3 separate regions of the Sus scrofa genome follow, and all the other regions are linked to region 1. Evidence: chromatin contacts called from public targeted proximity ligation data. All regions are on one chromosome and are shown on one strand. The core of a region is the stretch at or near the end of the contact, and the rest is flanking DNA. Distances in the headings are between cores, read along the strand shown. Region 1 has its middle 79 kb from the start of EPCAM. Region 2 overlaps TTC7A (tetratricopeptide repeat protein 7A). Region 3 overlaps STPG4.

Region 1 (3,754 bases), core at 605-3,104:
AAATACTATGTCGTGTTGTGATAAGTGCTAGAAGAAAAGCTAAGGGGGCTAAGGGCACAGAGGATGGTGGAGGTATTATTTTAGACAGGATGGTCGGGGAAAGCCTCTCGCCATAAGGTGGCATTTAAATAGAGACCTTCAGGAGTTCCCATCATGGCTCAGTGGTTAACGAATCTGAATAGGAACCATGAGGTTGCGGGTTCGATCCCTGGCCTTGCTCAGTGGGTTAAGGATCTGGCGCTGCTGTGAGCTGAGGTGTGGGTCGCAGATGCAGCTCGGATCCCGTGTTGCTGTGGCTCTGGTGTAGGCCGGTGGCTGCAGCTCCGATTCGACCCCTAGCCTGGGAACCTCCATATGCCACCGGAGCAGCCCAAGAAATGGCAAAAAGACAAATAAATAAATAAATAAACAAAGAGAGACCTGCAGGAGGTGAGGGAGTGGGTCACGTAGCAATCTGGGGAACCAGCATTCCAGGGAGAGGAAATAGCCAAGTGTCAAAATGCAGGGTGAATAGGCAAGTGTCAAAAAGGGTGAGAGTGTGTCTGATGAGTTTAAGGGACAGCAGCAAAGAGGCCAATATGGCCGTAGTGGCAAGTGAGGGGAAGAGCTGTTAGGAGAGGAGCTCTGAGAAATTAGTAAGCAAAAAAAAAATTATATATATATACATATATACACACACACATATATGTCACAGGTGTGGCCCCGAAAAGCAAAAGAAAGAAAGAAAGAAAGAAAGAAAGAAAGAAAGAAAGAAAGAAAGAAAGAAAGAAAGAAAGAAAGAAAGAAAGAAATTAGTAAGCAGCGGGGCCCAGAGCACCTTGAACCTTCAAGCCAGGATGGAAGCTTCAGTTTTTACCCCAAGGGAGATGGGGAGCTATTGCAAGGATTTGAGAAGAGAGACCATCTAACTTAAATTTATGAGCATTCATGATCTTATGGGACTCCTGGCTACTCTCTGGAAAACAGACTGTCCATGGTGGATGCTCATGAAGGCCATATGTAACATGGGACCAGATGCAAATGGTCCTTGAGGACAGCATGAGCTTATCCTTGATTGGTCAGGAAATCGGCTCGTTTGTTCTCTTTAGATTATATTCTTCTTCTCCTTTAGAGAAGTGCCACAGCTGATGAGGGTTTTCTGGCCCTAATCATTGAATGAGCCTGGAGAAACCAGACAGAACTCATGGGAAATAAACCAAGAAGGTGGCCTGCTCAACTGAAAGATACCAACTTTGCCTGTAACCATATATACCCCTAAAAGTCAAGGCAGACTTCCTGGAGGAGGGGGCCTCAACTATCCAGCGATTAATAAAAGGCAAAGCATGGCAGGAGAAACTAGCCTTTCACAGTCCCAGCACTGCCGCAATACGACTGCTGGCTCTGAGTCACCTTCAGGATGGCCCTGGCAAATGAGCACTAATAAAAAGCTTGGCTGAGACAAGGAATCAACGACTTTGACTACCTCCTCCTTCCAAGACCCTCCCCAGGCATATCTGGTAAATCCTCAGCGTTAAACTATCCAATAAAAGTTGCGGATGTCAGCACTCCACCCCTCCAAAGAATGGAATCTCTAACGGTAGAATTTCAAGCACCTGGTAAGGCCAGCTCCTAACATTCTTTAGGCTAGGGCACTTCCGGGAGCGCCTCTATTTCTATGACAAAAAAGGCTCCGCTTCCCACCTTCTTTTTCCAGGAAGGAGCGCAGAGACTGCAGACACGCGGAGAGAGGCCTGAGCGGGCGGCGAGGTTCCCGGGGTGTGCCAGCCGCCCGCGGGGTCCGGGTCCCCGCACGCAGGGGCGGCGGCCGCGCGTGCAGCGGAGGCCGGCGCTCGGCAGGGGGCGCATAGGACCCGCTCGGCGCGCCGGAGTCTGGCCTCCCCCTCCTCCCTCGTGGTCGATTCCGCTCCCCATAGCCCACAGCCCCACCGCCCAAGCGCTCGCCCAGCCTCTGGGCGTGTGCAGGCGTCCTAGGGAAGCGCCTTCCCAGGCCATCCTTCAGCCATCCTCTGCTCCCTTCCCCCGCCGCCCAGCCCTGTTTCCGGTTGTACCACCCCCTCCATAGGCCAACCCCCTTTTCCCGCAATTCCTTCTTTTCCAGGTGTGGCCGGCGCGGGCGCGGAGGTCTGGCTAGGCTGTGACCGGAGGACTTGGGCCTGGGAGTAGAGGTTTTGTGGAAAGAAGCTGCAGGTGACAGATCAGAGCCAACTTCCCCCCACACCCGGTCCTCGCCCTTGACCCGCTTGGCCCCAAATCTTGGGGCTGGGCGCTTGAGCCAAGAGTAGTGTCCTGGGCCTGGGAAAGGAGGGAAGGTGTCTGTTCTCTTTACCTGTTTGTCTGTGCGGGGCCTGGTTGGGACCAGTCAATATTTGAATGAATGAAAAAGAAAGAAATGGATTTTGTTATTCTTACCAGTTATTTTTATTATGCTATATAAAATATTTAATGGTATATAAGGCTTTCTTCTTTATAAATTTTAGTTGCATAATACACACAATTTTAATATAATGCTAATTTTTAAAGAAAAATTGAAATGTAATAGATAATACTAAATAATAAACATGAAAGCCATACAAAATGGGATAAAGTATAGAATAAATTTCCTATTTGTCTCAGCATATTTTCCATTCCACTTCTCCATAGGGAGTCACTTAATATGTTTCTTAAGATCCATGATATAATAATCAGTGTGAATGTAATTGTTTAAATATATGTATTTTATTCTGTAAAAAAAAAAAAAAAAAGAAAAAAAGAAAGAAAGAAAGAAAGAAATGGAAAGTCAGTCTCTCTGCCCAAGACTTGGCTCTGGCTGGCTCTGGGCTGGCACATGACCTCTCAGCAAGATTGACCACTTACCTTGTTCCTTACCTGTCTGTCTCCCCAAGACTATCTTTCCACACCTCACAGCATTCATTTCACCTCCCTTTGCTGCTCAAATACCCTCACTAGCCTCTGATCCAAATTTCTTCTCCTCTTGAATTCAAAGCTTCTACAGTCTTGCCACACAACATACTTAGGATGCATGTATGCGCTTCTGCTTGAATCTGCTCTCCAGCTACACTAAATCTACTCATGTTTTTCTGAACCTAACTTGACCTGGTTTTCCTCTTAGGAGTGGCCCTTCCCCTTTGCCCCTATGGCAACACCATTTCCATTGCCTCCAAATCTTTCTCTTCCTTCAGGGTCCTGCCTCAAACTCTATTCCTTTCGTTCACGAAGCAGTCCCTCACTTTTTCAGCCCAGAGTAAGTTTTCTCAGCTCTGTCCTCCTATATAGGATACACTCCTTGGCCCTTTTTTGATACCAGTTATCTGTGGTGCTTTGTCATATAGTAGTTATGTACCTATCCTTTCTCTCCCACTAAATTGTAAACTTTTGGGAGTTCCCATTGTGGCTCAGTGGAAACGAATCCATGAGGATTCAGGTTCGATCCCTGGCCTCGCTCAGTGGGTTAAGGATCCGCCATTGCTGTGAGCTGTGGTGTAGGTCACAGAAGCTGCTTGGATCTGGCGTGGCTGTGGGTATGGTGTAGGCTGATGGCTATAGCTCCGAGTGGACCCCTAGACTGGAAACCTCTATCTGCCACAGGTGCAGCCCTAAAAAGACAGAAAAAAAAAATGTAAACTTTTGGAAGACAGGGTCCAAATCTTATTTATCTTTCTCCTGCTTCATTTCATTGCACATTTATTGAGCATCTATCACATACCAGGCATAGAGTTTAGCACATATGATCCCCAAATAGTCTAGGACACAATCC
Region 2 (3,754 bases), core at 911-3,410, 210 kb after region 1:
TCTCCAAGCCTGGGCCAGCCCACACAAAGGTGCATTTCAAACCCACGCTGCGCAGGTACACACCCAGCAGAGGCACTTTTAGAAACTGGGCTCATCGGAGTTGCCTCACAGCCCCCAGCCCTCCCCTCGTGGCAGCTGGGGCTCGGCGGCCCCCTCTGGGGCTGGTGCCCCCCACACAGAGGTGGGAGCACAGAAGGAGCTGTTCCCAGCAACGGCTAAGAGCTGAGGTTACGCTAGTTCAGGTTCAGTCTGGGGGTGGGGGGTGGATAACAGACTTCCCAGAGGAAGCTTCTAGAAGAGGTGGAAAACCCGGGCCCGGTCATCCCTTCTTCTTGTTCCAAGAATAAGCAGGAAGGAGGCCTCATCAAGGCCTTGACTGTAGCGCACAGCAGAGGGGGGACTCGGCAGGAATGCTGCCTAAGGTCCGCTGTGTAATCCAAGGAGCCCACCGCACCCGAACTGCTGCAGAGGGCTTCTGAGCAGGGCACCCTCTTTCTCTGCCGGAGGCGAGAATGTGGGAGAGTCAGAGAATTGGGCCAGGCTCTCATGATGAGGCGGGAGAGAGAAGCACAGGCTCATGTCTTCAGAGACAGTGTGGACTTAAGATTTCCAGGGGGAAAGCTCAGGAAGGCCAGGCCAGGCCAGGCAGCGCGAGCTTTGAACCCAGGGCCTCACAGGGAGGGCAGGCCCAGCGGTCAGGGGATGGGCTACCTCAGCCTCTGCTCTGCTGTCACGTTGCCTTCTGCTGCCTGGGGCTCTCAGCAGGCTGCCCTCATACCTGAGTGCCCAATGTCCAGCTGTGGGCTACTGACCGTGCTCCTGGCCCTTCCACGAGGTGGAGAAAAAGCGTAGGTTGGGAAATAGAGCAGTCGAGCCACCCAACCACTGGAGTGATCCAGGGCAGTGGAGTGACAAGTGCCAATGCTGAGCGTTCCAGGCACTCAGAAGGGGTCAGATCAGCTGTGCTGGTGTGGTCAGGGAAGTCTTCCTGGGGGAGGCGGCATTTGAGCGGAGGCATGAAGGCACAGGGATGCTTGGATGGGCAGAAAGAAGGGAGGCTGGGCCTGGAGACCTGGAGGGCTGGGCCCCACTGTAGCCAGACTTGAGGGTCACAGAGGAGAAGGGAGAAGCAGGAGGAAGTGTGCGGTGTGAGGGGCGGGGGTGGGCAGGCCTGTCCTGCACCAGCCCCGAGGCGTCTTCCTCCATCACCAGGAGCTCAGCTCAGAGGCTGGGCTCCCCGCTCCCCTGGATCTGTGTCTCAGCAGGCCCGCCCCAGGCCTGACCTACCTGCCCACCCGGTCCTGGCACGGCCCACTAAGCTGTTGACAATGTGCCGTGCTGTCTCTTGAGCCCCATCTCTGAAGCTTGTCCCCCATCCTTCCCTTGGGAATATTTCCTAGTGCCTCGACAGCAACAGATTTCAATTACAGGGCTCCCCACCTCCTTCCTTCCTTGGGGCCCTGGGCCTTGTCCCAGGCACACGCCAGAGGACATGCCCTGAAAAAGAGGCAGGGCCGCTCTGCTCTGATGGACTTCAATACCTGTTAGGCAGGAAATCAGATGACACAGAACAGAGCCAGAGGAGCGAGGGCTCCTGAGGGCTCCTGGCCGCCCGGCAGACAGCCCCTGACAGGCCCGGCCTCCGGGACGGGGCCCTGGACCTGCACACAGACCCACAGGTCTGGGGGCTGCAATGCACCCCTTCTTCACAGCCTCAGTGTCCCCAGGCAGTTGTTTTACCAAACATGGTGCTCCCCAGACAGCCGACCTGGGTTGCAGCAGGAGCCACATGGCACCGTGCCCGCCAGCGCCCCAGCCTCCACCTCCCAGCCCACACCCATCCTGGCCTCCCCCAGCCAGGGCTGGAGGAACAATCAATGCTACCGGATTTTCCTTGAATTTTCATAGTCAAGGTTGAACGGGGGCCTTGCTGCCCGCTCAGTGTCAGGGGGCCCTTCTCTGATCCCCTCGGTCCCTCCCTCTTTGCTCCCGCCCTTCTGATTTCCACTCCCCTCGTCTCTTCCTCTCCGCCTACTCCTGTCCTCCTCTCTGTCTGTCTCGGCTCTTCTGCCGCTTCCTTCCATCGCTCTCTACCCGCCCCCCTCTGCGCTTTCTCTCCGCAGGCTCCAAATGGAAAACATCTGTTCCCTGGAGCTTTGCAACAGTCCCTTGTATGATTTTTTTTTTTCTGAGGCATCCTGATCTAACCCTGCACCCAGAGCTGGCTCCAGGCTTCCCGCCGTTCTTGCCAAGGCTGAGCCTCTTTGCAGGGAGGGGGGCCTTGCTTGGCGGGCCTGGAGCCAAGGAGCAGGGCGAGCGAGGGAGGGCCCCGGGCCCCCGCCCTTTGAAGGCCTCCCTTGGTGAGATGGGCTGCCTAGAGACCCCAGAAAGGAGAGAGGCACCCCCTCAGGGCAGGAGAGAAGGTTAGACCCTAAAAAGGATCTAACTTCAGCCCCCGGGGGAGGGGTCCCCAAAACTGTCCTCTAAAGGAAATAACGGAGCAAACCTCAGACATATGGATGCTCAGAATAAAGGGGAAGGAAGGGGGGCAGGGGGGAAGGAATGAGACAGAAAAAGGGGGTGGGGACCAGCCAGGAGAGTCGCACAGAGAAGCCGAACGTTGGAAGGGATCTGGGGGTTGGGCTGGGACCTTCCAACCCTGGGCCCCAGAGGGGGCCATGTGGGCATCAGGGCTCCCGACTTCCTGTCCTGGGAGTGCTGTCCTCAGGGACTCAGGAGGAGGGGGTGACAGAGGAGGGAAGGAGGGAAAGCAGGAGCAAAGGGAGACAGGACAGGGGAGCGGGCACCGAAGGCTGGAGGGCAGGGGCTGGGAGACAAGACAGAGGGGAGGAGGAGAAGGGGAAAGAGGAGGTGCCAAGAGGGAAACTGAAGGACCAGAGGCGCACGGGGGACCAGGGGTCAGACGCAGCTGATGCCGCCGCGTGGTAACTCTATCATAAATACGCTCTTGAGACACAGCCCTGAGGGCCCCACCCTGGGTCCCCAGTCTGCGCAGCTGACAGCCGGGGGCAGCTCCTGCTTCAGGGTCCCCTAAAGAGCCAGGACACCAGCGCCCAGACAGTGGATATCTGCCATTTGGGAGCTGAGACTTGGGCAGACCACCCCGAGCTGGGAAAAGCCCAGGGCCCTCCAGGTCAGGGGCCTCTCCCACCATCCGTCTCCCTCTCTCTGGCACATTGTCTGCCCGAGACACAAGCTGCAGTGGGAGAAGAAGGTGGGCCATCCTGCTCTTCTGGAAACACCCCTTCTTTTTTTTTTTTTTTTTTCCGCTTTTTAGCGCCGTACCAGCAGCATATGGAGGTTCCCAGGCTAGGGGTCCAATCAGAGTTGTAGCTGCTGGACTATACCACAACCACAGCAACGTGGGATCTGAGTCGTGTTTGCCACCTACACCGCAGCTCACAGCAACACCAGATCCTTAACCCACTGAGCAAGGCCAGGGATCGAACCTGCATCCTTATGGATGTTGGTCAGATTGGTTAACCCCTAAGCCACAATGGGAACTCTGTGGAAAGCCCCTCTTGAGGCTCAGGAGCATCCATGGGGCCAGGCGCCTCTCCCCTTTTCACACGGATCCATGGCCAGAGAGGTGACAGTTTTGAAACTCATCTCTCAGGTGGGAACCCTCTGAGAGGCTTCTCACGTCACCCTGGGATGGGAATGAGGCTGAAGAGGGAAGGGGGAGGACCACCGTGGGGAGAGAAAGGATACAAGATTTCCCAACCTAAGAGGG
Region 3 (3,754 bases), core at 544-3,043, 170 kb after region 1:
AGTATCCGTGCGGACGCGGGTTCAGTCCCTGGCCTCACTTGGTGTATTAAGGATCCAGCATTGCCGTGAGCTGTGGGATAGGTTGCAGATGCGGTTTGGATCCTGTGTGTCTGTGTCTGTGGTTGTGGCATAGGCTGGCAGCTGCAGCTCCAGTTTGACCCCTCGTGTGGGAACTTCCATATGCCGCATGTGCAGCCCTAGAAAATAAAGGAAAGAAAGAAAGGAAGGAAGAAGGAAGAAAGGAAGAAAGAAAAGGTCCAGCATGGGCAACACTGACCTAAGAAATCAGTCTTTCTCTATGAATAACATTCATTTGCATCTGATCACTACAGAAAAGAAGCTTTGTTGAAATAATTGGCAAGATCATTTTTTCAAGAATCTCATCAAAATGAAAACATGACTTTTCAAAATTAGAACTCTTCACTCCCTTGAGAATGTCTACTTCTAAGCCTGTGGTCTGAAGCCCTGGTAGAGAAGCACGTGACTCTGTCATCCTGGGAGAGCAAGGGAAACACAGAGTTTGGGCTTTTGAGGTCAACCACCCAGGTTCAGAACCCATTCTCTCCAACGCACCACCAGTAGCCTGAGGTCATGAGAGGGGGTGTGCTGGCATTCCCAGGGACAGGCTCTGCTTGGGGTTCCTAGGAGGTGCCCAGGAGAGGTGCACTGGGGTGTGAGCCCTTCCCCCTGGGTCTCTCACTTGCTCTTCCGCCCTTCTCTCAGCAACCCCGCAGCCTTAGGGAGAGCCACCTACAGGTGCAGGTCTCAGCTCCAAGGACAGACTCTAATTCAAGGGCACATAGGCCTTGGCCCAGGCCGGTACAGCCCTGTCTCCCCCTGTGGGGTTTCACTGGCCACATCTGAGCCAACAGCCAGACTCGGGAGGCTCCCAGTTTTGGCGTCATCATCTGATCACCCCCTGTTTTCTGTTGTTTTCAGAAAACCCCAGGCCCAGGAGCATACACGTCTTCAGCACAGTTCCCCAGGCAGCCCCGGACCGTAGCCAAGATGGGCCGAGAACACAGCCTTTTCTTCAACAACACAATTGGCTTTTAAAATAGATCCTTCTTGGCCCTAAGTGAGTTTCCGTAAGTTCTTATGTTTAGAAAACGCTTATTTTGTCTATTCTTTAGGAGGGTTTGACCACAGACCATAATCCTTTGCCCAAGATGACCATCCAGCCCGCTGATCTGGAATAGTCCCAGCAAAATTTCCAGCTCGCTCTCAGACGTCTCTTGGTTTGAACAATAAATTATATGCTCACTCTGTGTATTGTCAAGGGGTGTCCTTCTGGAGGCTATGCCCCTGGGCTGCTCTTACAGCATCTCGGGCGCTGCTCTGTGTGGGTCTCCGCTGTGCCAGGCTTATAATTCCTCCCAGACTCCAGGAGACTTTCTTGGGGGCTCGGCATTCAGTCAAGGCCAACCTGAGCTTGACAGGATCCCAACAGATGGTTCTTTCTCTTTCTCAACTCCCTGAAAAGAACAATATTGATTCAACCCAACAAGCATTTGCGGTTTCGAGTCAACAAAAATATTTTGAGTGTCTGCTCCGTGCCAGGTGCTGTGCTGGGGCCCGGGAGTGGGGGTTGAGACAGAGATGAACGAGGCATGTGACTGAGTTTCGGAGGGCTATAGGGGAGACAAGGCCAGAAAGGTAGTTTGGAGGCGTTCCCGGCTCAAGGGTGGCTTGCAAAACCGTGCCAAGAAGCTCCTTCTGTTCACCTTGTGTGCAGCGCAGGGGCTGCCATCCTGTGGATGGGGTTCCACCTCGAAGACAGGCCCTGGTCTCGGGAAACTAAAACCACCGTGCCGGTAGACAGAAGAGCGGTTCTGACAACAAAGGTCACAGCGCTCAGAGCAGGGACAGGACAGCACGGCCCGAGCGGGGAAGGACGGCTGCAGGCAGGCTGCAGCTTGGCTGGCACCCAAGGGACGGGGAGACTGAGAGAGGCAGAGAGGAGAGGGAGGAAGGTGGAGGGCAAGGAACCTTGTCTGAGCAGAAAGCAGGAAGAATTATTTGCTGGAGAGAAACAGAGGGAGCCAGCAGCAACTAGAGTGGAGGGTGCAAGTGGGGCGGAGAGGGGTGGGGGGAGCCCAGACCCCAGCCAAGCAGTCAGTGCTGCTCCAGCCAGACAGACCCTCTGCTGGACGGCCAGGGTCTCATGAAGGATGGGGAGACGACAGAGTCATTAATCAATAATAGGGAGGAGGAATTCCCATTGTGGCTCAGCAGTAATGAACCTGACTAGTATCCATGAGGACTCGAGTTTGACCCTGGCCTCGCTCAGTGGGTCAAGGATCGGGAGTTGCCGGGAGCTGTGGTGTAGATCACCAACATGCCTCAGATCTGGTGTTGCTGTGGCTGTGGTGTAGGCCAGGAGCTGCAGCTCCAATTCTACCCCTAGCCTGGGAACCGCCATATGCTGCAGGTGTGGCCCTAAAAAGCAAAAAAAAAAAAAAAAAAAAAAGGAGGAATCTTTTTTTTTAAACTAAGAAAAGAAAAATACATAATATAAACCCTTACATTTTATTATATGTTTAAAAAAAAAAACCACCTCTCTTCTCTAGTCTTATAAACACCTTTATATTGTGAGTGTTGGGCAGGGAAGGGGAGGCCCTCGTCCCACTGGGTTGATCAAGTTTCCTCTCATTTGTGGAGGAAACTCCCCACACTGCCTTCCTTCAGAGCAGAAAACAGCCCCTTGGGAGATCAGGCGGACGCCTCGGGGTGGTGGCTCTTGTCCCATTTTGATCAGAAGGTGACTGCAGGGCAGAGAGCTCCCCATTTTACTTTTCACATGTGTCAAAGGCCCTGAAGAAGGTACGGCTGGCCGTCCTGATGGAGGGTGTTTTCTCTAGGAAGCAGTGTCTCCACTTGTGCCTGTGCTCAGGGCAGCGGTTCTAGAAGGAGTGAGGCGAGGGGCCATTATGTCCATCTTAGGGCTCATGGGTGGAAGATTAGAGGCGCCCCTCATGCCAGCAAGGGCAGCGCGGGATGCCAGAGGGGTGACCAGGGCGGGCAGGAAGGCCTTTCTCTCCCTCTGGTTTTCCTCTGCTTTCTCTCGGCTGCCTCTTCCCATGCAGAGGATTTAATGCAACGTCCTCCTCCTGTCATTTACCGAGCCTGCGCCCTCAAAGCACGTGACCAGCCCCTCTCAGTTCCAGAACTGGGTTCCAGGGAGAGGGAATCCAGTTGGCCAGCTTGGGTCAGGGGTCTACTCCTGGGCCCTCCAGCTGTGGCCAGGAGTGGGGGCTAGACCCTGGGCGCAACACAGCTGCAGGGGCCCAGCTGTGTTAGGTGTGTAATCGGGGTTGACGCAGGTCCCCTGTGTTCTAGAAGAGAATGAAGGCTCTTTCAGAAGAAGAAAGGGAGAGGGTCTCTTGCCTGGCCTGCAAGAAGGGCGTTTGGGAGGCCTGCCGAGATTTGACCTGGAGGTGGAGCCCATGGAGAACATTCTGCAGGGGCATCCGACACCCTTGTTATTTGAGTCCATTCACCACGCTTTGCCCTTGGCTCCCATGGCTTCTGTCTTCTTTCTGGACCTGGAGGCATCTCAACCCTGTCCTCCTTAGCAGCCTCACCATCTGCCTGTAATGCAGCCTGTGACTTGGGGTGATGTGACAGAGGCTCTGCCCTGGGTACTAGCAGAAGGGCTGGTAGGTACCAGGCAGTGAGGAGAACAAGGTTTTGCTTCTGCTCTTTGACATATTCCAGCATTTTTTATAGTATTTTATACCAGTAGGGAGAGGCT

What was found.
Region 2: a contact with region 1 is called in a targeted proximity ligation map of skeletal muscle. A contact is called at or near these places in 2 of 47 Hi-C or Micro-C datasets (embryonic fibroblasts and heart right ventricle) and 2 of 2 datasets of targeted methods (alveolar macrophages and skeletal muscle).
Region 3: a contact with region 1 is called in a targeted proximity ligation map of skeletal muscle, with 4 times the contacts expected there. A contact is called at or near these places in 2 of 47 Hi-C or Micro-C datasets (heart right ventricle and skeletal muscle) and 1 of 2 datasets of targeted methods (skeletal muscle).

Annotation. Positions count from the first base shown.
Region 1 is chr3:93,262,582-93,266,335 of Sscrofa11.1, forward strand. No RefSeq gene overlaps it. Among named protein-coding and RNA genes, the nearest start is that of EPCAM, 79 kb to the left of the region's middle.
Region 2 is chr3:93,471,536-93,475,289 of Sscrofa11.1, forward strand. All of the region lies in intron 18 of TTC7A (tetratricopeptide repeat protein 7A), which reads right to left. Among named protein-coding and RNA genes, the nearest start is that of STPG4, 87 kb to the left of the region's middle.
Region 3 is chr3:93,436,803-93,440,556 of Sscrofa11.1, forward strand. It overlaps STPG4, which reads left to right. Exons shown (of 7, transcript XM_003481221.4): 7 at 940-1,268. The coding sequence ends at 1,056. Among named protein-coding and RNA genes, the nearest start is that of STPG4, 52 kb to the left of the region's middle.